Linked DNA regions of Mus musculus: regions 1 and 2 are each linked to region 3. Evidence: chromatin contacts called from public Hi-C data. All regions are on one chromosome and are shown on one strand. Each heading gives the region's core, a stretch centred on a gene start, on an enhancer-like site or on the middle of the called end of the contact. The rest is flanking DNA. Distances are from core to core; before and after follow the strand shown.

Region 1 (3,518 bases), core at 328-2,827, 43 kb before region 3:
TCCCCTATCCTCTTTTCCCCTCTTCTCCTCTGCCCTCCCCCTCTCCTTTTCTCCTCCCCTCCTCTTTTCTCCCCTCCCATCCTCTCCTCCCCTCTATTCTTTTCTCCACCCCTCTCCCCCTCATTTCTCCCATTCCTCCCTTCTGTCCAGCCCTATTCCTTTCATACCTATTCCCATACTTTCTAGTCCCTACAAACAAAAAGTACACCCCTGTGGCGAAGCTAGCTTCCATGGTCAGATCACTGCTCTACAGCTGCCCCACACTGAGGCCCATGTTCTGTTCTAGTTCCCTGAAACCACAGTGATTTTGGGGAAGGAGGATGAAATAAAACCCTACCCACTGCTCATACTCAGTATGTAGGGAAGAAACAGGCTCTGCAAAGATTGCTGAGCAAAATCCCTGCTGAGATAGTTGAGAGTCAGTGCAAAGAAATGGTAGTTTAAATCCACAACAGGGGGGTGCCAGACTGTCCTTGCCTGAGGCTTTTCTGGTCAGAGGACTGTGCCTGCCCACTCTATGTACTGTTTAAGCACCCACCCCACCCCCAGATCCTCTTTGTAGATTAGCCAGCCCTATGGTAGCTCAGCTTGTCTTTGTTCAATCTAAACCTCAAGCTTGTCTGAAATCTTACAAGATAGGTGGAAATCAGAATGGGACACGGGCTGTGGGTGGCTTTGGCAGTACGCGTCTCTATTAAGTAGACTCAATTTAGTACTGGGTAAAGGGAAAGACGAAATTAGAATCGTGGTTGGCAGAAATAGTCTCCATCTGGCACTGTAATTACACACTGTCTTGACCTGAGCAATCTTTGCTGTTCCAAATGCTGTTTCCTTTGGAAAGCAAATTTTAAAAGACGCTGTAAACCACAGGTTAGGAAATACATGGTTCCAAATATCCACCACACCTTTTAGACAAGGGAGTCGTATCCTGCTTCTCTATTATGGCTCTGTCTTTTATAATTAAATGAACTCTCTAGTCACCCGATGAATGTCACCTCTTTACAGCGGGATAAACAGAAGAGATCTCCGGGTCTATTTTCGCCAGTGACATCAGACACTATTTCGATGGGGCTATGACTCAGTATCCTCCTTGGCGCCCTCACTCCTGAAGTTCTTTTAAGGGTGAGCCTGGGTTGCTGCCGGCATGCGGCATTTTCAGAGCCTCATGGAGCTCTTTATATCAACCCTTGACTTCACCTTCAATGCCAACAGGAAATTGTATATGGCTCTAATCTCCCCAGTAGAGCTCTGCCAGAAAGCCGGGTTCTGTGCGGTATAATGGCGCCACCTACTGGTCACACGTGTCCTCCTTTAGCCTGCCTCCGTTTTGTTTTTTTGGTGTTCTGTTTCCGTATTCTGATGTGTCTGTCCTCAGAGACTTTGTTTTTAGCTTTTCTACTTCGCAGCTGCAGCAAGCTGGACTGATAAGCAAACGATATCACCACCTGATCGTCTGTTCTATAGGTCCTAAGATCTTACCGCTGACGGGGGAAGTCATGGACAGACACCAGCTTGACTTGATGACTCTGTCCTTGAACCCAAGCAGCCTGATAATCCAGCCTGATGATCCGGGCCGAGCCTCACTTCCCTTGCCTCAGCCAAGCGGCCGTGCAAACCTTCACTAGACCCCAAACGCCCTTCCTACTCCCTCAACGGGCACCTGCTCTCCTAGGCATCCACACAAATGGATTGCTTTTAAACAGAAAATGACACTGACTGTCACTAGACGTAACAAGTGCCTTATGTACATTTCATTGGAAGCACAAGCTGAAATTAGCCTGTCAGAATCTTACTTTTCTGGATGCCAGTGTGTCGTGTGGCAGAATTAGCTCAAGAGAATAAAGAGCAGGCTTGCCTGTCAGAGAGCTTCTCTCCACAATTCTCTTGCTTTGTGTGCCTGGCTTAATTCAAATGCTTTTTTCATGCTTGAAGGGGTAGGTGTGTGTGTGTGCGTGTGTGTGTATGTGTGTGTGTGTGTGTGTGTGTGTGTGTGTGTGTGTGTGTGTGTGTGTGTGTGTGTGTGTGTGTGTGTGTCTGTGTGTGTGTGTGTGTGTGTGTGTGTGTGTGTGTGTGTGTGTGTGTGTGTGTGTGTGTGTGTGTGTGTGTGTGTGTGTGTGTGTGTGTGTGTGTGTGTGTGTGTGTGTGTGTGTGTGTGTGTGTGTGTGTGTGTGTGTGTGTGTGTGTGTGTGTGTGTGTGTGTGTGTGTGTGTGTGTGTGTGTGTGTGTGTGTGTGTGTGTGTGTGTGTGTGTGTGTGTGTGTGTGTGTGTGTGTGTGTGTGTGTGTGTGTGTGTGTGTGTGTGTGTGTGTGTGTGTGTGTGTGTGTGTGTGTGTGTGTGTGTGTGTGTGTGTGTGTGTGTGTGTGTGTGTGTGTGTGTGTGTGTGTATATGTGTGTGTGTGTGTGTGTGTGTGTGTGTGTGTGTGTTACCCTTCTAAACTTCGAAATTATCACTGCATGAGTGTGTGTGGTGGGGGGGGGTGTTGGGGTGAAATTGCCATTTCCTATAAGGTCCCAATGCTTTTTCCCCCTTTTACTTTATCTCTGCAAATGAGAATTTATCAAAGGCTAAGCCTTAGTCTTTTGTGATAAAAAAAAAAAAAAAAAAAAAACCTAACAAAGTATGCCGGTGGGGGGAAAAAAAATATGTAAAATTCACATTGCTGCTGGAAAGATCAAAGCTTAAGGATGCTGCCCAGAATGACTGATTTCCCGTCAGCTCCGAGGCTTCAGGACACCAGCGAGCTCTTCTGTGAAAGCAAGGTGTTAGAAGCAGGTGTCTGAGATGCTTAGGGCTGTTAGAGGTCTCACTGGTCTCTCTGGTATGTTGCCCCCTTCTGGCAAAGGGCAGCTTATAATCTGATCCTTCAGAGAACAGCTTCAATGCATACTACTCACATGAACAGCCGCTACAGACCTAACACCACACAGATGAGAGTGTTACAAACTGAGATTGTTCCAGAATTGATGCTCAAGTTGAGTGAGTCCACTTTCTGCCAAGTAAAGGAACACCAGAGAAACTTAAAAAAAAAAAAAAAAAAAAAAAAAAAAAAAAAACAGAAACAAGGGTTGTTTGTGTTTGTAGTTACACGCCTGGCTTTTGGGAAATAGTGGTTGACTCTATCCTTGTTGCCTGTGTTGAGGAATAACATCAATGGTGGAAAGTTCTCTTCAAGGACATGTCCCCAGTGAACTCATTTCCTTCCATGGGGCCCACATCTTAAAGGTCCCATCATCTGCCCATCAGATAGGGACCAAAGATTGCAGTGTGGGGATGTTGTCTCAGCCCAGATTTTAAACTACAGCCAATGAAGCTGCCACAAGTCCTTGTGAGCAAGTCTTCAGATGTATACGCTTTCACTTTCTTGAGTAAAAACTAAGAACACCAGGTAGACATTGTGGATACATTTCTGGATCACATGAGAGGCACACATGGAAGATACTGCAGAGGCTCACCACCCCTTCTGTAGCGTCGGGTGGTGATTCAGTCTCATGACTCCTGGGTTACAGAGCTTGGCATC
Region 2 (3,532 bases), core at 746-3,245, 62 kb after region 3:
GGGTTGCCACCCCAAGCCAGGGCTTATAGCTGTCCCTGATGATCTGGTCACGGGAAGAGCCCGTGCTTGAAGTGCTTGGAGCCCAGAACAAGCATGAATACCACTGCCATGTGACATCATTCTCTGACGTCACTCACAACTTAAACCTCAGGATGGCAGGGGGATACGTGCCTGCCTTCACTGTCTGGAAATGAGGAGAGTAGAATCCCTACAATGGACAAAACCAAAGCTGCAACCAGAATGGTCTGATCTGGTGCCCCTGCCCTATCAACGGGACAGCCCTGTGGCATGCTCTCAGATCTCTAACTGTAAAGTTCTGGGAGAGCGGGCAGAAACCTTGATGTGATCATCACAGCAGACTTGTCAATGAAACCTTGGGGGAAGCCAGCTCACAGGCTTGAGAGTTTTAAATCAAGAATGGGAGAGGCCAGGCCCGGGGGAGCGAGGACCTTGACGTACAACGAACAAATGTATAAAGCAGACATTTTCCCTCCTTCCCCACAAGCCTGCAGCTTCCTACCTCAATAAGTGTTTGTGGTTACGTTTCCAAAACTGGAGGACCTGGGTGTGACCTCTACCCTGACCACGGGCCACCGGACTGCATCTGTGGTGATTTACTGCTGGGGTCGGTCTCAGGAACAGACTGCTATTACTCCCCAGCTCTTTCCTAGCTTGAGACTCTTTCCGACTCCCATCTTACAAAGGCGCCAGTGTGGTGACAGAATAGACTCACAGGCAGTTCAAATCCCAGAGCCGGCAGAACAGCACTGTGTGGGTTACAGCCTGAGAAGGCTCCTTTGTGAATTGTTCTGAAGAGCTCCATAGAATATTAGACAGCCACAACCACTCTTTTCTACTGCCCACCGATTCTCTACTGACTCTGAAGTCTCCCCAACTCCTGGGAATATGCTTATCTGAGACACACGCTGACCAGGAGGACAGCCGAGCAGAGAGAGAGAGAATGACCATGCCAAAAGCCGCACAGGATGTGTGGGGTTAATTTGGTGGGGGTTTTTGTGTGGGGGTGTGAATTCTGGGAACTTAACCCTGATCTCACGATTGCCAGACAAGTGTTCTACCATTGAGCTGAATCTCTGGCTTTCAGCAAGATTCAGCAAGTAGACACATGAATAGCTGAGATCTGTTACAAATGTCTCCATATTCAGTCCTTTCTCATAGTCTGGCAATAACCCTTTAATAACAGTCTGTTCCCACTGAGGTCAGCACCTAGCAGCTTCATACACACACACACACACACACACACACACACACACACACATACACACACAGAGAGACAGACAGAGAGACAGAGAGACAGAGAGAGATCCTGGGACATGGATGGACTGCTCATCATGGAATGTCATCTCTGGCCTCTAAGTCTCTCATCTACGTGACAGGGGGTGCACTCTATCCATCTTCAAAACTTTTAACACTTCATAAAGTTCACGTGAGTGCCAAGTGGCAGCTGTCCTTTAAGATAGCTTGTGATCAAGAGCTAAGGAAGTCAGTTCCAGCACTGCCCAGCTTCCCGAACCCTGGGATCCCGTGCCAGTTCACACTGATCTTGCCGCAGAGCAACCTTTATCAAGGGTAACTCCACTGAAGACAGCACCTCGCAACAGGTGCGGTGCCAGAAAACAGAAAGCAGAGTATGTCCAGTCCTACCCGACGGATGTCATGGTATCTCCTACAAAATCTTATTGTGTTGTGTCCTCGACTGTCACCAAGTGGTCACTGTGGTGCCTCCTCACTGTGGTGCCCCAGGGCGTCTGGCATTTGTCTGCACTGTGGATCCTGGAGACTGAGTCGGCTGGCATCCTCAGCCTGCAGAGTAAGCACTTTACGAGCTGAGCTGTCTCTCCAGCTCAGTCGAGGCATTTTAAAGTAAGCAAAGCTATAAATAAAGGGTTTTTTTGGTCATGCAGACACCACAAGCTGGAGTATCCTAACTGCTCTCCAGCTGAGCACTGGCAAGGAATGACCAATGAAGTGCACAAGCCTCAGAGGCAGAGGCGGAGATAGAGGCAGAGGGAGGCACACCATAGTATGGAGTGAGGGGCTGGCTTCCAGCAACCATTCATTTTAAACTCTCAGTGGCAGACAAGGAAACTGCTGGCTGCTCAGTGGTGAGTACTCTCCTAGCATCTGCAAGACCCAGGAATCCACCTTCGGCAATGCCTCAGAAAACAGGCAAGAATAGTTACTGACAGGGTCACAGGAGGCTTACCCTAGAGGTCTGGGAGAAGGGACACGGTAGCTGCACTTTCAGTCCTGGAAAGAGACTCTGAGGACTTCTGCGCCCCCTGTAACAGGAGCAAGGCCTGTTCCTGAGAGCAGAATTGGGGGTTTGGAGAAAGCTAGAGAAGATGCAAGACATCATAGAAGGAGAGCAGACATGGGCCACCAGCTCAGGGGAGAGGCCAGCCTCCCCAAAGGATTCACACTGAGCTGAGGGAATCAGGCAGGATTTTACAAACAAATGGGGTATGCGTCTGAAAAGGTAGTACCATCAATTCTATGCAAGCTAAACGGAAACAACAAAATGAAGAATACTGTATTCAAGGGCTTGGTAAAATGAATATGAACTAATTTAACTTGGAGCAAAAAAGACCACCAGGATGCAAAGAGCTACTCAGATAATAATTCAGGCAAAGGAGAATCATACAATCGTTAAGAGTCATCAATGACAACAGCAAACAATTCCAACACTTCCATCGCTGCTAGAAACCAGCATATAGGCTTCAGGGTGTCCGTCTCTAGTGATTAAAGTTCCCAGCAGTGTGCTCTTGCTGGGGGAAGTAACAAGAAAGCATGAGCAAGCAGCCATGTCTTTGACAAATAAATCAAACACCTTAATGAGAATCTGCGATGGGAGGCCAAATGGATTCATCAAGGCACACTGTTTGTAGGTATTTTCTATATTTCTCTCTTCACAAGAAAGAAGAACATTGAATAGCAATGTTCACACTGCCTGGGCTTCAGAGGACCAGAAGCAGCTGTGCACCTGGGCTTCAAACAATACTTCTGTCGTGATGTCTTTAAATATCTACACCCTGGTGTGGCTTTATGGCTGCTGAGAATGGTCGGGTAAAACAGGTTAACAGCTTGAAATCTTGTGGAAGAGGAATGCTGAGCTCCTGTCTTTAGAACTGGCTATTGTGTGGCTTCGTTACTGAGCTTCAGAGTAAACGGCTCCCAGTGGCTACCATTGGATGTGCCTGTCTTTTACATAGCACCATCAGCATGCAGTCAGAAACAACTCTTCATAGACGAATGGTCTGTGTGTTCAATCCACTGCTGATGCGGTGGGCTTTGCTTGAAATCTGAGCAAGCAGATCCAGTAACACTGAGAGCTGTGCCCAGGTAGCAGGAGGACTCACTGACTTGCCCCGGTAATCGTTTTATATTGAATGCACTTGGGATGCCGGTGTGCTCAGAGCTCCTTAGAGGCTTCCACAGCTCCTGTGGCTTACCTGAATAGCCAGCAGTTAAAGGCTGAAACACACCACCCACAGCCTGGGAGGGAAAGCGT
Region 3 (3,488 bases), core at 818-3,317:
GTCACCAACTGAGGAAAGGTACACGCTGCATCAGAGCAGTCCTTCTGTTAGTTTATGTCCAGAAAACACTCAAAGCCACCAGTCCAGTGAGGCTTTTCTAATTAGCACAGCCATTTTCAACCTGGGATCAGGTGACCCCACACAGAATCAGGAGCAGGGGCCAAAGAACACATGCGCACCAGTGCCCCACTCAGCTCTCTTTCCATTCACCCAAGGCCCCACCCAAGAAACAGATTGGGTCTTCCCACCTGTCTTAGTCAGGGTTTCTATTCCTGCACAAACATCATGAACAAGAAAACAAGTTGGGGAGGAAAAGGTTTATTCGGCTTACACTTCCATACTGCTGTTCATCACCAAAGGAAGTCAGGACTGGAACTCAAGCAGGTCAGGAAGCAGAAGCTGATGCAGAGGCCATGGAGGGATGTTAATTACTGGCTTGCTTCCCCTGGCTTGCTCAGCGTGCTCTCTTACTACCAGACTACCAAGACTACCAGCCCAGAGATGGTCCCACCCACAAGGGGCCTTTCCCCCTTGATCACTAATTGAGAAAATGCCTTACAGTTGGATCTCATGGAGGCATTTCCTCAACTGAAGCTCCTTTCTCTGTGATAACTCCAGCTGTGTCAAGTTGACACAAAACTAGCCAGTACACCACCTCAGCCCATTTAAGAAAACCTCTCAGGGCATGGCCACAGGGCAACCTCATTTAGACAATTTCTTTTCAGAGCTCCTTTGTGAATTTATTTTGTGTCAGGTTGATAATCAAAATTAACTATCCCCTTGGTGTCTGTGTTGTAGGGTTTTATAGGGGGGATACCTCTCTCCAAGGTACTGACCAACACACACATGCACACCATACATGCAAAAACTAGACCAGCCTCAGAAGGGTCATAAAAGTCCAGGTTCAGGAAGCTCTACAGATACTGGTCTCCAATGTACCTCAGCAGACATGAGCCACATGCTTACTCTAATGACAAGAGACCATGTCTCCCAGCAGATGTCCTGCCAATGGCCTGGCTCTGAGCCTTGTGTGTGTTGAGTGTCTAGCATGCGGGCTGACCTGGCTAAGCACAACTGAGGCTGTTACCAGTTAGCCTCGTCACTCTCAAGGGACATCTGCAGTGTTGTCAGTGTCCCATCAATGTCAATGACCTCCACATCACTGCATGTGGATATGGGGGTTGGCTGTGCACTAGGACAGTAGACTTGCAACCTGTTGCTCTAGCAATATTCCCTGAGTGAACTCTGCCTCTCAATACTGGTGGTGTCACTTAGAGCTAGACTGTTAGGTTGTTAGATTTATTACATGTGAGCTGTTCCCTACTTTTATTATGTGTGGACAATCATCTATGTATTCGAAACAGACACCTGCTTGCCTGCCTGCCTCTCTGACCTGTAAGTCACATACCAAGAGAGCGGTGTGGTACAGGAAGTTTTGCAAAACTCTCAGCTTCAAAACAAAAAGCACTGAACGAGTATGGTGAGCCCCTCCATCCCTTTCCCTCCAAGGTACTTTTACACACACACACTCCATACGCCTTTACACACATCCTATAACACACATACCAAGGTGATAGTTACTTTTGATTATCAGTCTGACACAAAATAGAATCCAGGAAGGAACTCTCAAAAGAAATTGTCTAGATGAAGTTGTCCTGTGGCCATGACCTGAGGGGTTTTCTTAAATGGGCTGAGGTGGGAAGACCCACTCTGTTTCCTGGCGGGGTCCTGGAGCTGAGTGGAGAAATGGTGCGCGTGTGTTCTTTGCTCTCTGTTTCCGGTTGAGGACAGAAGTAGCCAGCTTCCTTAAGCTTCTGAAAGGTCTGAGTCGCTGGGTCCAAGCAAACCCTCCTGATCCAGGAGCTGACTTCCTGCCACCAGAAAGGTTTTTACTTTCAAAACCACTTCTGAGAAACCAGCTTTCCTGGACAAACATCAACCGGGTCAAAACCCACAAAAATAGAGGCAGACCACTTACAGTCAGGTTCCTGATCCTCAGCCATTGCCCCTCTGGTCGGCTCGCTGCCAACGGAAGCTGCAGTTGCCAACGGAAGCTGCAGTTGCCAACGGAAGCTGCAGTTGCCATGGAAACAGTAAATATTCCTAGCCCCTCCCCCTCAGTGTAACTCTGGCGCCCGGCCACAGGGTGGCAGAATAACAGAATAGCCAGGAGTCTGCCACCTTCCCCAGCCAGGTCTGGGAGCCCTGGAGGGATGCTCACTGGTTTTACTTTGCAAAACAAAACTAGGCAAGATTCATTACAGAGCATGGGACAAAAGATAACTGGTGTCCCCAGTGAATGTGCCCCCGCTGCAGTCCTTGGTTCTAGACGCAAGAACCAGAGCACACGGGATGCTAAAGAGGAGGGCTGAGGTGTTTCTGGACACGCGATAGGGTCACCAACTCAGATCCTCGAGTTCAGACAGAAAGGGAAGAACTCTGGTTTGCACAAGGCATGTGCTAGTAAGAGCGGCACCTCCCCTACTTCTGGAAAATGTTAATCTCCCCCCCCCCCCCACCCTACGGCCGAAAAAAAAATTCTTCCAAATCATGGCTTATGTCAGCGTAATCATTCTATCCCTTAGGTGACAAAAATCAGAACGTCAAGGGTCAAATATGTGTCGATTCTTAAGAATATAGTAAAACCCATATTCCCTCCTATTGTTTAGTCGTCTATCAAAGTGATTGAAGGAGAAGTATATTCAATTATTATCACTGCAACGACCTGTCAAAACTAAGGTGGATTTTTGTGGAAGCAAATCCCTGGCTCACTGCCCATGTTGTCCCCACGTGGGGGAGGGGGTGGCTCCTGAAGGCAGAGGAATGGAAGGACCAGACACCTGCGTTCACCCAGGGAAGAGTTTTGAGCAGCAATGGCTAAGTGCTATGGAAAGCCAGGAAGAACAGAGTTGCACCTAGTCCCAGGTGACCTATAACCTTAACCTATGACTCGGGCAGTGAATTCTGACCCTTTCAGCCTGGTTTGATATGAAAGGGAACTAGCAACTTTTCCACAGTGCCAGGCTGGAACCCACTCTTCAGAGGCAAACGAATGCCCTACCACCGAGCCACACACCCTGACCCCTTCCCCGTGAGGCTCAGGGCAGAGATGGTGGTGTTGGAGGAGGTAGAGCACATGTACACACAGTCTACCTCTGTCTTGGGTTTCTATTGCTGTCATAAACACTATCACCAAAAGCAACTTGGGAAGGAGGGTGTTTATTTCAGTTTACTCTGACCTTGAAGGAAATTGGAACTCAAACTGGGCAGAAACCTGGAGGCAGGAGCTGATGATGCAGAAGGCCACAGAGGAGTACTGCTTACTGCCTTGCTTCCTGTGGCTTGCTCAGGCTCATTTATTCCACAGTCGGGACCACCGGCCTAGGGTGTGGCACCACCCATAGTGGACCCTTCCATATCAATCACTAATCAAGGAAAATGTCTCACAGACTTGCCTACAAGTGAGTTACTATGGCATTTTCTCAGCT

The links. Hi-C and Micro-C count contacts between places; a contact is called where the count stands out from the background.
Region 1: a contact with region 3 is called in a Hi-C map of Th1 cells, with 2.4 times the contacts expected there. The contact joins the enhancer-like site here to the promoter of 1700010I14Rik in region 3. A contact is called at or near these places in 1 of 15 datasets of contacts at CTCF or cohesin (CD8 T cells), 2 of 484 Hi-C or Micro-C datasets (Th1 cells and stem cell-derived neural progenitor cells), 2 of 115 datasets of contacts at active chromatin or transcription factors (CD8 T cells and memory CD8 T cells) and 2 of 9 other capture datasets (adipose tissue and pancreatic islet).
Region 2: a Hi-C map of brain shows a contact between it and region 3, with 2.0 times the contacts expected there. The contact joins the enhancer-like site here to the promoter of 1700010I14Rik in region 3. A contact is called at or near these places in 3 of 484 Hi-C or Micro-C datasets (the Patski cell line and brain) and 1 of 9 other capture datasets (liver).

Annotation. Positions count from the first base shown.
Region 1 is chr17:9,029,685-9,033,202 of GRCm38.p6, reverse strand. No RefSeq gene overlaps it. Among named protein-coding and RNA genes, the nearest start is that of 1700010I14Rik, 43 kb to the right of the region's middle. Within about 2 kb of position 1,577, at least 64 of the 459 cell types and tissues checked have an H3K27ac peak or open chromatin away from gene starts, as enhancers often do. A contact at or near this core is called in CD8 T cells, Th1 cells and stem cell-derived neural progenitor cells, where this site is marked.
Region 2 is chr17:8,924,439-8,927,970 of GRCm38.p6, reverse strand. The region is part of intron 3 of Pde10a (phosphodiesterase 10A); the gene reads right to left. Among named protein-coding and RNA genes, the nearest start is that of 1700010I14Rik, 62 kb to the left of the region's middle. Within about 2 kb of position 1,995, at least 19 of the 459 cell types and tissues checked have an H3K27ac peak or open chromatin away from gene starts, as enhancers often do. A contact at or near this core is called in brain, where this site is marked.
Region 3 is chr17:8,986,912-8,990,399 of GRCm38.p6, reverse strand. It overlaps 1700010I14Rik (RIKEN cDNA 1700010I14 gene), which reads right to left and starts at 2,067. Exons shown (of 10, transcript NM_025851.3): 1 at 1,979-2,067. The coding sequence starts at 2,003.